Regions from separate parts of the Mus musculus genome. Here regions 2 and 3 are each linked to region 1. The links are chromatin contacts, called in public promoter capture Hi-C maps. All regions are on one chromosome and are shown on one strand. The core of a region is the stretch at or near the end of the contact, and the rest is flanking DNA. Distances in the headings are between cores, read along the strand shown. Region 1 holds the start of Manea (mannosidase, endo-alpha). Region 2 holds the start of Usp45 (ubiquitin specific petidase 45). Region 3 holds the start of Fbxl4 (F-box and leucine-rich repeat protein 4).

Region 1 (3,990 bases), core at 973-3,472:
GCATTTTACCATTGACCATAGAGGATCAGACTATACAATATGTAATTTAAAGAAAGTTATGTTTAAATTTAGCAAGAAACATGAGGAATCTATGTAATAAAAGCCTGCAAAAACTTAAGTAACATGAACTAAGACTCATTGGGGAACATACCAGTCTCAAATATAAATCTATAAACATAACATTTTCCCAGAGAATATATCTCTAAACTGTAAATTTCTATAAATTTAACTCTAAAATTTTATTGAAATACAATCAATATCCAGAGTCTTTTAATGCATGTTGGCTAGTTTATTCTAAAATTTGTAAAAATGTATAAAAACCCAATTTTAGCTAACATAATTGAAATAAAATCAATAAGAAAAATGATGTTACAAATTTTATATGTACATACAGTCTGGTACATAGGTGCTCTAACTGATTGTCAATATTGTTCATTCATTTCTATGTATAATGTTTCATATAACTAAAGCTAAGATTTTTAGAAGCAAAAGAGAATAGTTCATGACCATTTTAAAAATGATACAGTAAGGTGGACTTCAGTATTATGTTGAATAGAGCTACTAACAACATTTTGTTCTTGATGTTACCACAACACTATTAAAGTTGTACCACAAATTTTTGTGTCAATTGTAAAAATTTAATGTCTGATGCAAGGTTACACAATTGTAATATTCTTAAATGCAACAAGAAATATCCTAAACTTTAAGGATTTTGATTATCAAGATACCACAGAAGTGAAGACAATGCACAAAGTGAAGGTATTTGTACATAAGGTACATTTATTTCTTCACATAGAAATTAATTAAAATATCCAAAATAAAATGAACTTAGATTGAAAGCAGTCATTTTTCCAGTAAGCCTAATAGCCAGAGGGATGTGAACAGGCGGATATCTTCAGGATGGAGGGGAACACATAACTTAAAGGAAATTCAATTTGATGACATTTTGGGGAAAACATTAAAAGACAGTTTTTATAATGATGAAGCAAACTAGTTGATGCAAAATAGATTGTATGTTTAGGAATTTCAAATCATAAATGTGTAGCAAACATGTTTGCATGGAAAATCAGAAAATATTTCACTTATTTAATATGCAAAGCCAGGAAGATAGGATTTTTAGGAAACTACATATTTTCAAAATCCTACTTTTAAAAGAGCAAGATATTTAAGAACACAATATACTGCTTAATGGTGATAGTGAAACAAGACTCTTTGCCTTAAGCTTTTGCAGCCATCACTAGGGTATTTTCTTTCATTATTTACATGTATATTTCAAATCTCTTTTATAATCCGGTAGTTTTTTAAAGGGAAGCCTTTACAATACTTTTCACAACATCACATCTGAAAGTTCTACCCCTTGAGTCAAGATTGCCTTGTTACCATGCAACAAAAACAAAACATAGAATCCTCTTGGTATGTGAGGCTGATGTAAGATGGAAACCCCAGATGCAGCCTCGCCTCTGCTGCAATTTTTTTTTTTTTTTTTTTTTTGCTTCTGACTTATTCTCTTTCTACTGTAATTGTACAATTACACAATTGTATTGTACAATTGTATTGATTCCTAGTATACTTGTGGAAGTTTAATATATCTGTCTGTCTACTTCTGACTTGCCAATAACTGTTTGATAAACTAAAACACGTTTTCAACTTTAAAACTTTGGAAATACCCAATGTATTATAAATCTGAGTAACATTTAAAAGGATTTTTTAAAAGTGAAAAACAAAACACATCTGGTCTCTATCAGAGAGTCTTGGCTTATCTTGAGAGGCAAAAGTGTAAAAGAACTTTCATTTCTCCTTGGAGCAATTAAGGGATACTGTCTGACTTAATGTAGTTTCCTCCACCATGACCCTGCAGTAGACTCCAGGACAAGCTAGGGGACTCGGAGCCTCTCCCCGAAAGCCCCGCCCGCTTAGGTCCGCCCAGAAGCCCCGCCTTCTCGGAGATTCAACCCCTGGAGCCACGCCCCGCGCTGTCCTTTAGGAGGCGGGACCTGGGAGGGGTAGCGGTGCGGCCGCAAGAGCTGTCAGCCCTGGTAGGATTCACGGTTCTTTCTCTTATCCGGTGGGTCCACGCGGAGGCAGGGTCCCAGACCCCGGTGAGCAATTGTGAGGCCCCGGAACTGAGACCCACAGGGACTCCGCAGCTAACCCCTGCGCGCTCGCCCGCCAGCCAATCGTGGGCCGCCTGCCTGCGACGCCCTTTGACCCCGGGCCTCTAGGAATCCAGTCGCGCTCAGCCCAGCAGCCCGGTTCCGCGCCGGTCCCCGCCGCTAGGTTAGTGTCCGCACCGCGCCTGAGCCCGTCCTTGTCTGCCTGGATGCCCGAGTTGGCCCTGAGGTGGTTCATCACCACTCGGTCCTGAGCCCCGAACCTGCGAGCGGAGGCCCCTGGCGGTCGCCCGGCCGTCTCCTAGCCCAGCTTACGACCCCGAAGGCCGCCAGGACAAGTGCGTCCTCCTCCGGGGTCTTTGTTCTGTTCTCCTTTAACTGGCCGGGCTCTGCCTTTTCCACTGTCCCTTCAGGGTGGCCGTCTCCTTTTCTGTCTGCGGAGGAACAAGTTGGCGAGGACCGGAGCTTAAAACTTTTGTTTTGTTGTTGTCAAAGACATAAACGGATAATATAGTGGGAGAAGTACTGAAAATGGCTTACAAGGAGGCTTTCGTGAGCGTTGTTGTGGGTCTGGAATGAGCTTAGAAAGACAAATGAGAGTGGTTGGTCTGATCGCATTGCAATGTGTGGGCTGCAGCTTGGAAGAAAAAAAAAATGCAGAACTACTGTAGGTTTTGGTGAAACTATTTCAGGTTAGTTACACTTACAAAGCTGCTGCTCTTATTCCTATAATAAGCAATGAGTTGAGTATGTGGTCAGAAAATAAACACAATGAGCTAGCTGCCTTCTCCTTAAGTGTGAGCTACAGCGGAAGGCGAGGGAACCATTGTTAAGTCACCTTCCACAGTGAAAAAATGTCATTGTAGTATGACTTCTCTACTTGAGGCCGCTCAGGGCAGGCTGGAGCCAGGAACCTAAGGTCCAGTACAGTGTTTTGCCTTTGTAGGGTGCTCAGCTGTTTACTAGCCCAAAATCTTGGAAAAAGTTCTCTGCTCAGTTTCATCACCTGTAACATGAAGTTCTGTTTCATAGACGGTTGTGAAGATAAAAATGGAAAATGAGATTATGCCGGACAGAACTTGTGTACAAAAGATTACCCACACTTTGACCTGAGCAAGATTCTGAAAGTTTTAGATGTGTGTTCTGAGCGTTAGCTGTATCTAACTGTAGGTACTTCCTCTAGCATAAAATTAGAAGAAAATAGCATCAACAGAATGAAATAAAACAGGAAGAATCTTTATAATTTAATTATAACTTTAAAATGGAATCTGCATTTTCCTGAGCTATATAATATGAGCAAATGCATTTAAAACAATCCACAACATTCGGCTTCAGGGTTATTTAGATCTCTTAGCTGCTTGAGGAGTATGTAGTACTATTCATTCGAAATCACTTGACTTTCACAACATAAAATTAGCATGGTTTCAGAAGAACTAGTTTTCTAACTCGGGGTAGTGCAAACTTCCCTTTGAGTGAGGACACATTGTTAGTAGTCAGTAGCCTGAGCTTCTTGCTTTAAGAAGCTACACACCTGCAGTTGACTGGAAGTTTGGTAGTTGTTTTTCTCACAAGGGACTTATGAAACCTCTTTCTTTAGTTAGAGCTAAGTAAAGTAGTTTCTTTGTCTGTCTCCTGCAAGAGCACTGCTTGTTTTATGCTTCAGGGGCAATGTGTTGTCACAAAATTTAAGATGCTCTATTGTTTAGATGGTCTTCAAAATTATTGAATCTTCATGAATTTTCTTTTACAGTGTTGTTTATACACCTCACACAAATCATAAATTTTCTTTTACAGTGTTGTTTATACACCTCACACAAATATGGTCTGCATATGTATAATAGAATATGTTACAGATATATTTGCTGAATACCTACCATTG
Region 2 (3,990 bases), core at 862-3,361, 4.6 Mb after region 1:
TGTAAAGCTTTGCCTGGAAGCTCATATTAGCTGACTAAAGAAAATCACGTGGTCACATTTAGCTTTAGTAAGTAAACACTCTATCAGCCATTTAGCAGAAGCCAATTCTAGATGAACCCAAGTCACCATTTTCTCATGTATTCAGAAAGTCTTGTAAGACCGGGCTTACCCTCATCCCCCACACCTCTCCCTGGACAACTTCTGTGCACAATACTCAGACACTCCAAACCCTTTTCAGTCTCACCTGCACCTCCCCTACCGCCCCACCAATCCCGGCTTTCCACCTCTAAATTTACAAACCTGCATCCACTAACTTTAATTTGAGCCCTGGCCAGAGTAAGGCATTCTCAGACAGAAACAGCTCACGAGAAATGATATATTTTCCCCTATAACAGATAAACCCTTGATGAAGATTTATGTACAGATAATGATGACCTCTGGAAGAATACTCAGAGGCAGATTTTTGATTTTGACTTTGTAAACAACCTGCTACCTTTTTCGAAACCGTTGTCTCAAACGTCTCCCGGTAATGGAGGGGCAATTTCCAATCATTTTTCTAGCAGATGTAACGTTATCTGAACATCCACAAGCCATAATGTGGCAATACCATGTAACCTTCTCCTACAAATGCCACTTAAGGCAGAACAAGCAAGCAAACAACATTAAAATCCAACTACTGGACTTTCAAAGGCTTTCCATTATCAAAATTGTGTCTGGAAACCTCCAAGTCTCTCCTGGCACTGAGGAGTCAAGAGGACTGACTCACAGGATTCAGCACATGGTTGTATATTTCATGGTACATTCTATGAACACTCAACCCGACTAGACTGGAAAAGGGTACTTTGCCCATAACTTCCATAAAGTCTCTCTCTTCAGGTGGGTAAGACAAGGACTAAGCAGCAACATGAATCTGGGTTCAGGGGAACCCATTAGAGACTTGGAGCACAGAAACTGTATGGTAACTGGTCATTTTGGCATGAAACATAATGCTGAGTATAGAACAATTACTACTACATCAGAACATGCCCAAACTCCAAGTTTTAAGATGCCAAACAAGGGCCAATGTTGCAGGCAGAGCCATCAAAGGACAGAAGTTTCAGGCCTGACTTCACCACAAACATGTTCTGGCTTTTTCTTTCTTTCTTTTTTTTTTTTTTTTTTGAGGTTTTGCAAACATCAAACGTTACAGCTTTCTTTTAAAACATAAATCTATTGATGTATTTTATATGTATGGCTGTGCACGTGTTTAGTGTTTCGATTTGCATTAGTGAGGTCAGAGTAGCTTCTCTCTTTCACCTCGTGGGTCCAGGAGATTGAACCATCAGGTTTGGCGACCTGCTGAGACGTCAACTTCAGCTTTTAATTTAAATATTATCTAGCACTTGCGTTACCTCTAACAAAGGATGTACGGCTAACGCAATTAATATCACACTTTTCAACTGGCTACAAGCTTCCCTTGTCAAATTGGTTTTTGTTTTGATTTTTTTTTAAGTTTTGGGCTGCTATTCTCCAGCGTGAGAAGAGGAAATGCAAACATCTTCCTTTTAGATACCCGGGCTCAAAACACTCAATTCTATGAACCTCTTACAAGCACTTTGAGATACGTCACTATCATCATCCTTAATTTACACTTGGAACTGGATAGAGGTAAAGTGACTTGCAGAAGTCCGGGAGCCGGACGTGGGCTCAGGTATAGGATCGACCCCTAACCTAATATTTGGCGTCGCCAAAAAGCTGTGTCTAGGCTCTTCGTCAGGCCATGAATGCACCCCAAGTTAGCAGAGCGGGATGTGCTGCGAGGGGAGACCCCGAGGGGACAAGCGGACGCTGCATGCCCGGGTCACCAAAAAGACGAGACTCGGCCTGGCTCCCTCCCCGACCCCGGCTCTTCCCCCCTGCCGCCAGCACTCGGCCCGGGAGGCCGCCTGGTGCCTTTGTGAATCTGGACGCGAGGGTAGGCTAGGAAACCTCTCTTTCTAGGCTGGTTGACGTACAGGAAGGTCTCGTCGCCCAAGCGAAGACACAGTGGTTACAGTGACCCCAAAGCCTGGGCCCCAACTCACCCCGCCCGCCGGGCCGCAGCTTCCACACGCAGGAGCTTCTGCGCCTGTGCAGAGGGGAACCCGGAGAAGGCGGGGCTTGGCGTCCTGGGCGGGGGCGAGGGCGGGGTCTGGTGTTCTGGGTGGGCCGAAGGCGGGACTTTGAGTCCAGACCCAGATCTGGGTTTTCCTTTGGCGGCTTGGAGGTTGGAGCATGGTGGAGGAGTGTAGATGGGATGAGGGGATGGCGCCCTGCAGCCAACTGATTACAGTGCCAGCCACGGGGCCTGGATGCAGGCGCTGGCTTTAGTGAGCTGCGTCCCACTTGCTGGGTGCCTTTTAAGACAGCTTCCCTTGTTCCATCACCCAACTCGGAACCTAAAGTCGCATCTGAGATTCACTCTATATGATTTTAACGTTTTATTTCACGTGGTTCTCACTTCTGAACTAGATTGTACATCACACCTGTAATTCTGCTCAATCCGATCATCTGTTACAACAATGTACACCTTGCTTTTGAGTAAAAACAGTTGGTTTGAAATTTTGTTGTGGGGCTGGAGAGATGACTCAGTGGTTAAGAACACTGACTACTCATCCTGAGATCCTCAGTTCAATTCCCAGCAACCACATGGTGTCTCAGAACCATCTGTAATGGGATCCGATACCCTCTTCCTGTTACAAAAAATAAAAAAATTTAAAAAACAAAAAATAATTTCTTGCAAGCACTAGTTGATGAGCCACAGTCTTTCACAAGGGACAAGTTGTGACCTAATGGATCGTGTGCTGGGGTTGGAGTTTAAAAGAGTTCAGTTAAGAACCAAAAGCTGACTGGGTTTGTTGTTGTGGTTTGTTGTTTCCACTTTTTTTTTTTTTTTTAACTTAAAAATCTAATTCATTTCCATGGGGAAACTTGGCAAAGGAGAGAACTCTTCCTTTATGTTGTTTATAGGAACCATTCATTAGACAAATGCAGTGGAATACAAGCATGCTGGTCAAGATACTAGGTATGGGGTACATAATTGTCTTTTAGAAGGTCATTTTCTTCCAGGGAAAAAAAGAAATGCTGCATCTGTAAGAACAGTTTGGGTTATGATATAATTCCAAAGTCTATATACAAATTTCAAATTTGTCTGTATAAATATCAAGTTTCATATGTTAGTATTGAATTTGAAATAGACTATGTAAAAGATGCAAAAATTTGCATCCTAAATTGTGTCAGGTTTTTGTTTTTTGTTTTTTTCTGGTTTTTCTTTCTTTTTTTTTTTATTAGATCTTTTCTTTATATATATTTCAAATTTCAAATGCTATCCGGAAAGTTCCCTATACCCCCCACCCCGCCCTGCTCCTCTACCCACCCACTCCCACTTCTTGGCCCTGGCATACCATTGTACTGGGGCATATAAAGTTTGCAATACCAAGGGGCCTCTATTCCCAGTGATGGCCGACTAGGTCATCTTCTGCTACATATGCAGCTAGAGACATGAGCTCTGGGGGTACTGTTTAGTTGATATTGTTGTTCCACCTATAGGGTTGCAGACCCCTTCAGCTCCTTTGGTGCTTTCTCTAGCTTCTCCACTGGGGCCCCTGTGTTCCTTCTTATAGATGACTGTGGGTTTCTCTGTATAGCCCTGGCTGTCTTGGAACTCACTCTGTAGACCAGGCTGGCCTCAAACGCAGAAATCCACCTGCCTCTGCCTCCTAAGTGCAGGGATTAAAGGCATGCACCACCATTGCCCAGCCTAAATTGTGTCAGAAATAGGTCTTTTTAAAAAGTATATATTAAAACTCATGGAAAAAATAACAGAAGAAAAGAAATTTTTTTTTAATTTTTAAAAATAGAAAACAAAAGACTCAACTTACAGTTAAAGGAAAAAGGGCAGAATTTTAAAATTAAAATTTAGATTCTCTTAATAAAAAGAAATTCAAGAATTCATCAATTAATCCCTCAATA
Region 3 (3,990 bases), core at 799-3,298, 4.0 Mb after region 1:
ACGTATACACATTTCTATCTGGAAAGAGCAAAGTACTAAGCAGTGATTATTATTTACACATCTACTACATCAGCACAGGAATTTGATTCTGTTTGTGATACCTTGTTGGAATGGTGAAACTCAAAGGGATATCTGAGAGCTTGAGCATTGAGCTTGCCTGGGCTGAAAGCAGGTATAGAATGTTGTTATGTTATCACTGATAACGGCCAACAGGACACTGCACACACGAAGAGAAGATCCCAAGTCAACAGACGTGCGACTGGGAATCAGTTTCTATGTGGAACAACTCGACAGGGTAAACGGGGTGAGCAAAAAGACAGCTTATTTAAGAATTTGGCCATTAATTCACCTGACCAAAGGAAAGGCAAATTTACAAATTTCAAAAACTGGCAAGGCATTTTAGAGGGAGGGGCGAGACACAAGGGAATTCAACTCAGTGCAGTTCTTCATACCTTTAGCCCCATCTCTCAGGGGCCAGGGCCAACAAGACCTCTAAGAGAGCCCAGCCAAGGCTACATTGAGAGCTCTACCTCAACACTCAAACACAAAAGGAATCCAACCTGCCCTCAACTAAATGTTCATTACAAAAATATCCACTGATGTTCATGATATGTCAGACAAGGTTTGAATCGCCACACACTGTAAAGCTGGAGAAACAAGAGCAGCATGGCATTACCACAGGAAGTAGGTCACTGCTAGCAGTTCAGAAGGTCTCAAGAATACACGGGCGCCAAGTGTTCACCATATACCAGCACTTGACAGGAAGAAAAAGAACAGAACTCGACAAATTGGGATGAAGTCATTGGCCAGTAATAACCAAGAAGGCACAGCATTATTTATCTCACACCAAAGTTGAGTAAGACAACAAACCATGGGGCACGTGCACGGAGGGGGGTGGGGGTTAGTCACAATCCATATTATGAAAGACCCAAGAGGACTCCAAACTTAGAACAGCGAAGACGGCAAATAGTAACGCTTCCAAGCTGAGAAGACTGGGCAGTGGCTTGGTAAAGATTCGACGACCATATTTGAAAGCAAAACATCAGCTGTAAACAACACTGTAAGACAGCAGCAACAGGACCACAAACAACCAGGTCTTAGGCCCTGACCTCTCTGACTTTGAAAACAAAGACGGAATAGGGTTCAAAAGAGCCAAAACGTGGGACAGGAATTTTTCAAATTGGTACGCAAGTCTGGAAATAATGGAATTCAATGACTACTCAAGACTGTCTAATTCTTAGCGCCACTAGATGAGACTTCACTTCCACCCAAGACTTACTCCAAGACAGAGGAGTGCGAGGGACCCTGTACTCATTAATCGTGTAGGACGAGAGAGTGGGCAAGATAAGCAGTGTGCCTGCCTTAGGATCTCCTCAGAGTGTGCGCAGGAAGCAGAGGGAGCAGGTGGCTCCCAACAGAGCAGACCAGTGGGCCACAGCCAGCTAACTTCCTGACCCTTTGTGGATTACAAGTAGAACTGACTGCTGACAGCTCTGGGACTAAGAGCACTTGGGAAGCCGATGAAATGCAGAACCAACCCCATCGCCAAACATAGTTGACAAGTGGCTGGGCCCACCCCAGACGATGGAAAGAAGGCTGCAGCCTGGCATCTCCTGGCTCGAGCCTGCCTGGACAGAAACCTTCCCGCGTGAGAGGGAAGTCAGGGCTGCGCAGCCTGCAGGCCCAGCGTCCGCAGCTCGCCGTGAGCGTGCCAGGCCCAAGAGAGCCGCGACAGGAGGCGGCGGCACCCACGTCCGGTCTCCGCCAGCACAGCGGCGCAGCACCATAGGCACGCGTGGGCCCAGAGCCTCCGCCCCGCGCTCCCCAGAGTGGCGCGCGCCCGGCCCCGCCCACGCCGAGGGGGGAACGTCGAGACCTTGAAGAGGGAGGAAGGAAGAAAGCGCCGTACCCTGCAGGGTCCGGAACTGGGCGAACAGAGCTTCGCCGCAAGCCCGCAGCGTGGGCAGCAGGAGACGGCTCCCAGTATCCCGTGCTGCTGCCGCGGCGGCGGGCCCGGCCCAGCGCGACCCGGAAGGAAGACCGAGGCCGGGAGGCGGGGCGGGGCCGGAGGCGGGGCGGGGCCTGGCGAAGGGCGGGGCCAGGGTCGGGCTGGCTGCTGCCGGATTGCCCTGGTTGTTTGAGCTGATTAGCCAGGCCAGTGGTGCTTTAGAAATGGCCTGTTTGCTCGGGGACTGGCAGCGGGTTGCAGAACCTTTACGCTACTCATCCTGCCAAAGATAGCCCTCCAGAAGTAATGTAGTTCTGCTGGAGCTTCTTCGGACTTGGTGACTCAACCCAAGTATTATGCAAAAAAGCACTTCAGCACAGGAGCACTAGAAAGAGAACTTCTAGAGCAGTAAAAGTTCTCAGCAGGCACAATCCACCAATTAATATACAAATTCTTCAGCCCTCAGAAACAAACCTTCCCTGCAGGCGCATATTCACCTGACCACCTGTGATGAAGATGCTGTCACGGGTCTCCCTTAAGTCTCCATTTCTTTTCAAATGAACCTTTCTTCAGTTGTCGTTACATCTGTCTTTCCACAAGGTTTCCATTAATAAAAAAAAACTTTAAGATTTATTTTAATTTTTTATTAATCTGTGTGTGTGTGTGTGTGTGTGTGTGTGTGCTGTTCATGCGCACACATGTGTTCAGGTGCCATTGAAGGCAGAAGAGATCAGATATCCTGGAGCTGAAATTACAGGCATTTGTGAGCTGTCAGAAGTGGATTCTGGGAACCAAACAGGGTCTCTGAAAGAGCTGTCTCTCCAGCCCTATTTATGGGAAACTCAATAATATGCTGAACCACTCATGATTTCCAATTTTCTCTTGAAGAAGCAAAATAGAAAGAATACTTGTTAATTTTATGTTACTTTCTTTTCCATCGCTGTAACAAAACATCACAGCCAAAACAATGAGACTTGGGATTCCAGATGGTTAAGAATCACTTACATACCCGGAGCACTGCAGCAAGCACCAGGTATGGTGGCACAAACAACTAAGAGCTCACATCTCCAACTGCAAACAACGAAGTACAAAGAACCAACTCGAAACAGGTAAGTCTTTGATCTGTCAAAGCCAGGCCCAATGACTGACTTCCATCAGCAAAGCCATACCTCCTCCACCTCCCCAAACAGACCAACTAGGAACCACATATTGAAAGGCCCCAGCATATAAAAGTATCTCATCCAGACCACCACATGAAGTGAAACAATTATGCTATGCTGTGTAATCTACACAAAAGTGAAATTTTAATCAAAAACTTCAAACTCAATTTCCATCTTCCATTCTTAACTGTGACACTATCTGGTGAGCTAGGTTCTAAAAGGAGAGGGTTAGAACTGGGTGTGGTGGAGCATGTCTTTAATCCCAGCCATTGGGGGGCAGAGGCAGGCAGATGTCAGTGAGTTCAAGGCCAGCAGGAAGAGCATTCCATCTCTTTAACACCAAGGGCAGCTGTGAGGTCAGCTTGTCTGTCATCTCAATCTGTTCATCACAGAGTTTTTGTAAATCTGAATATTTATTCTAAAATAAAATCTGTGTTTAAATCATGCTAATTTATTAAAAATAAAAAACCTGACCCTTTTATATTTTCTGATAAGACTTCAGTTAATGCGTATAAAGAACTCAAACTCCATTTAAACTACAGAAGTTACTCATTCTAAAATGAAGTGTGTGTTTTTAAGCAAAGACCTTCATTTAGTCTTTTATTCACTCTCCACACTTCTTTCTTCACTATATTTATTTTTTTTAATTTAATTTTTTTTTTTTTACTTATTCACTTTACATCCTGCTGATTGCCCCACTCTTGGTTATCCCCTCCCACAATCCTTCTCCCATCCCTTCCTCCCCTTCTCCTCTGAGAGGGTAGAGGCCCTCTAGGTATTTCCCAACCCTGGCACTTCTGCGAGGCTAATCACTCCCTCTCCAATTGAAGCCAGATAAGGCAGCCCAGCTAGAAAATATCCCACAGACGGGCAATAGCTTTG

The links. Promoter capture Hi-C pulls out the DNA fragments that hold promoters and counts their contacts.
Region 2: a promoter capture Hi-C map of pre-B cells shows a contact between it and region 1. The contact joins the promoter of Usp45 here to the promoter of Manea in region 1. A contact is called at or near these places in 1 of 39 promoter capture datasets (pre-B cells) and 1 of 484 Hi-C or Micro-C datasets (B cells).
Region 3: a contact with region 1 is called in a promoter capture Hi-C map of pre-B cells. The contact joins the promoter of Fbxl4 here to the promoter of Manea in region 1. A contact is called at or near these places in 1 of 39 promoter capture datasets (pre-B cells) and 1 of 484 Hi-C or Micro-C datasets (CD4 T cells).

What each region holds. Positions count from the first base shown.
Region 1 is chr4:26,344,884-26,348,873 of GRCm38.p6, reverse strand. It overlaps Manea (mannosidase, endo-alpha), which reads left to right and starts at 2,222. Exons shown (of 5, transcript NM_172865.2): 1 at 2,222-2,277.
Region 2 is chr4:21,774,391-21,778,380 of GRCm38.p6, reverse strand. It overlaps Usp45 (ubiquitin specific petidase 45), which reads right to left and starts at 2,111. Exons shown (of 18, transcript NM_152825.2): 1 at 2,064-2,111.
Region 3 is chr4:22,355,601-22,359,590 of GRCm38.p6, reverse strand. It overlaps Fbxl4 (F-box and leucine-rich repeat protein 4), which reads right to left and starts at 2,048. Exons shown (of 9, transcript NM_172988.4): 1 at 1,910-2,048.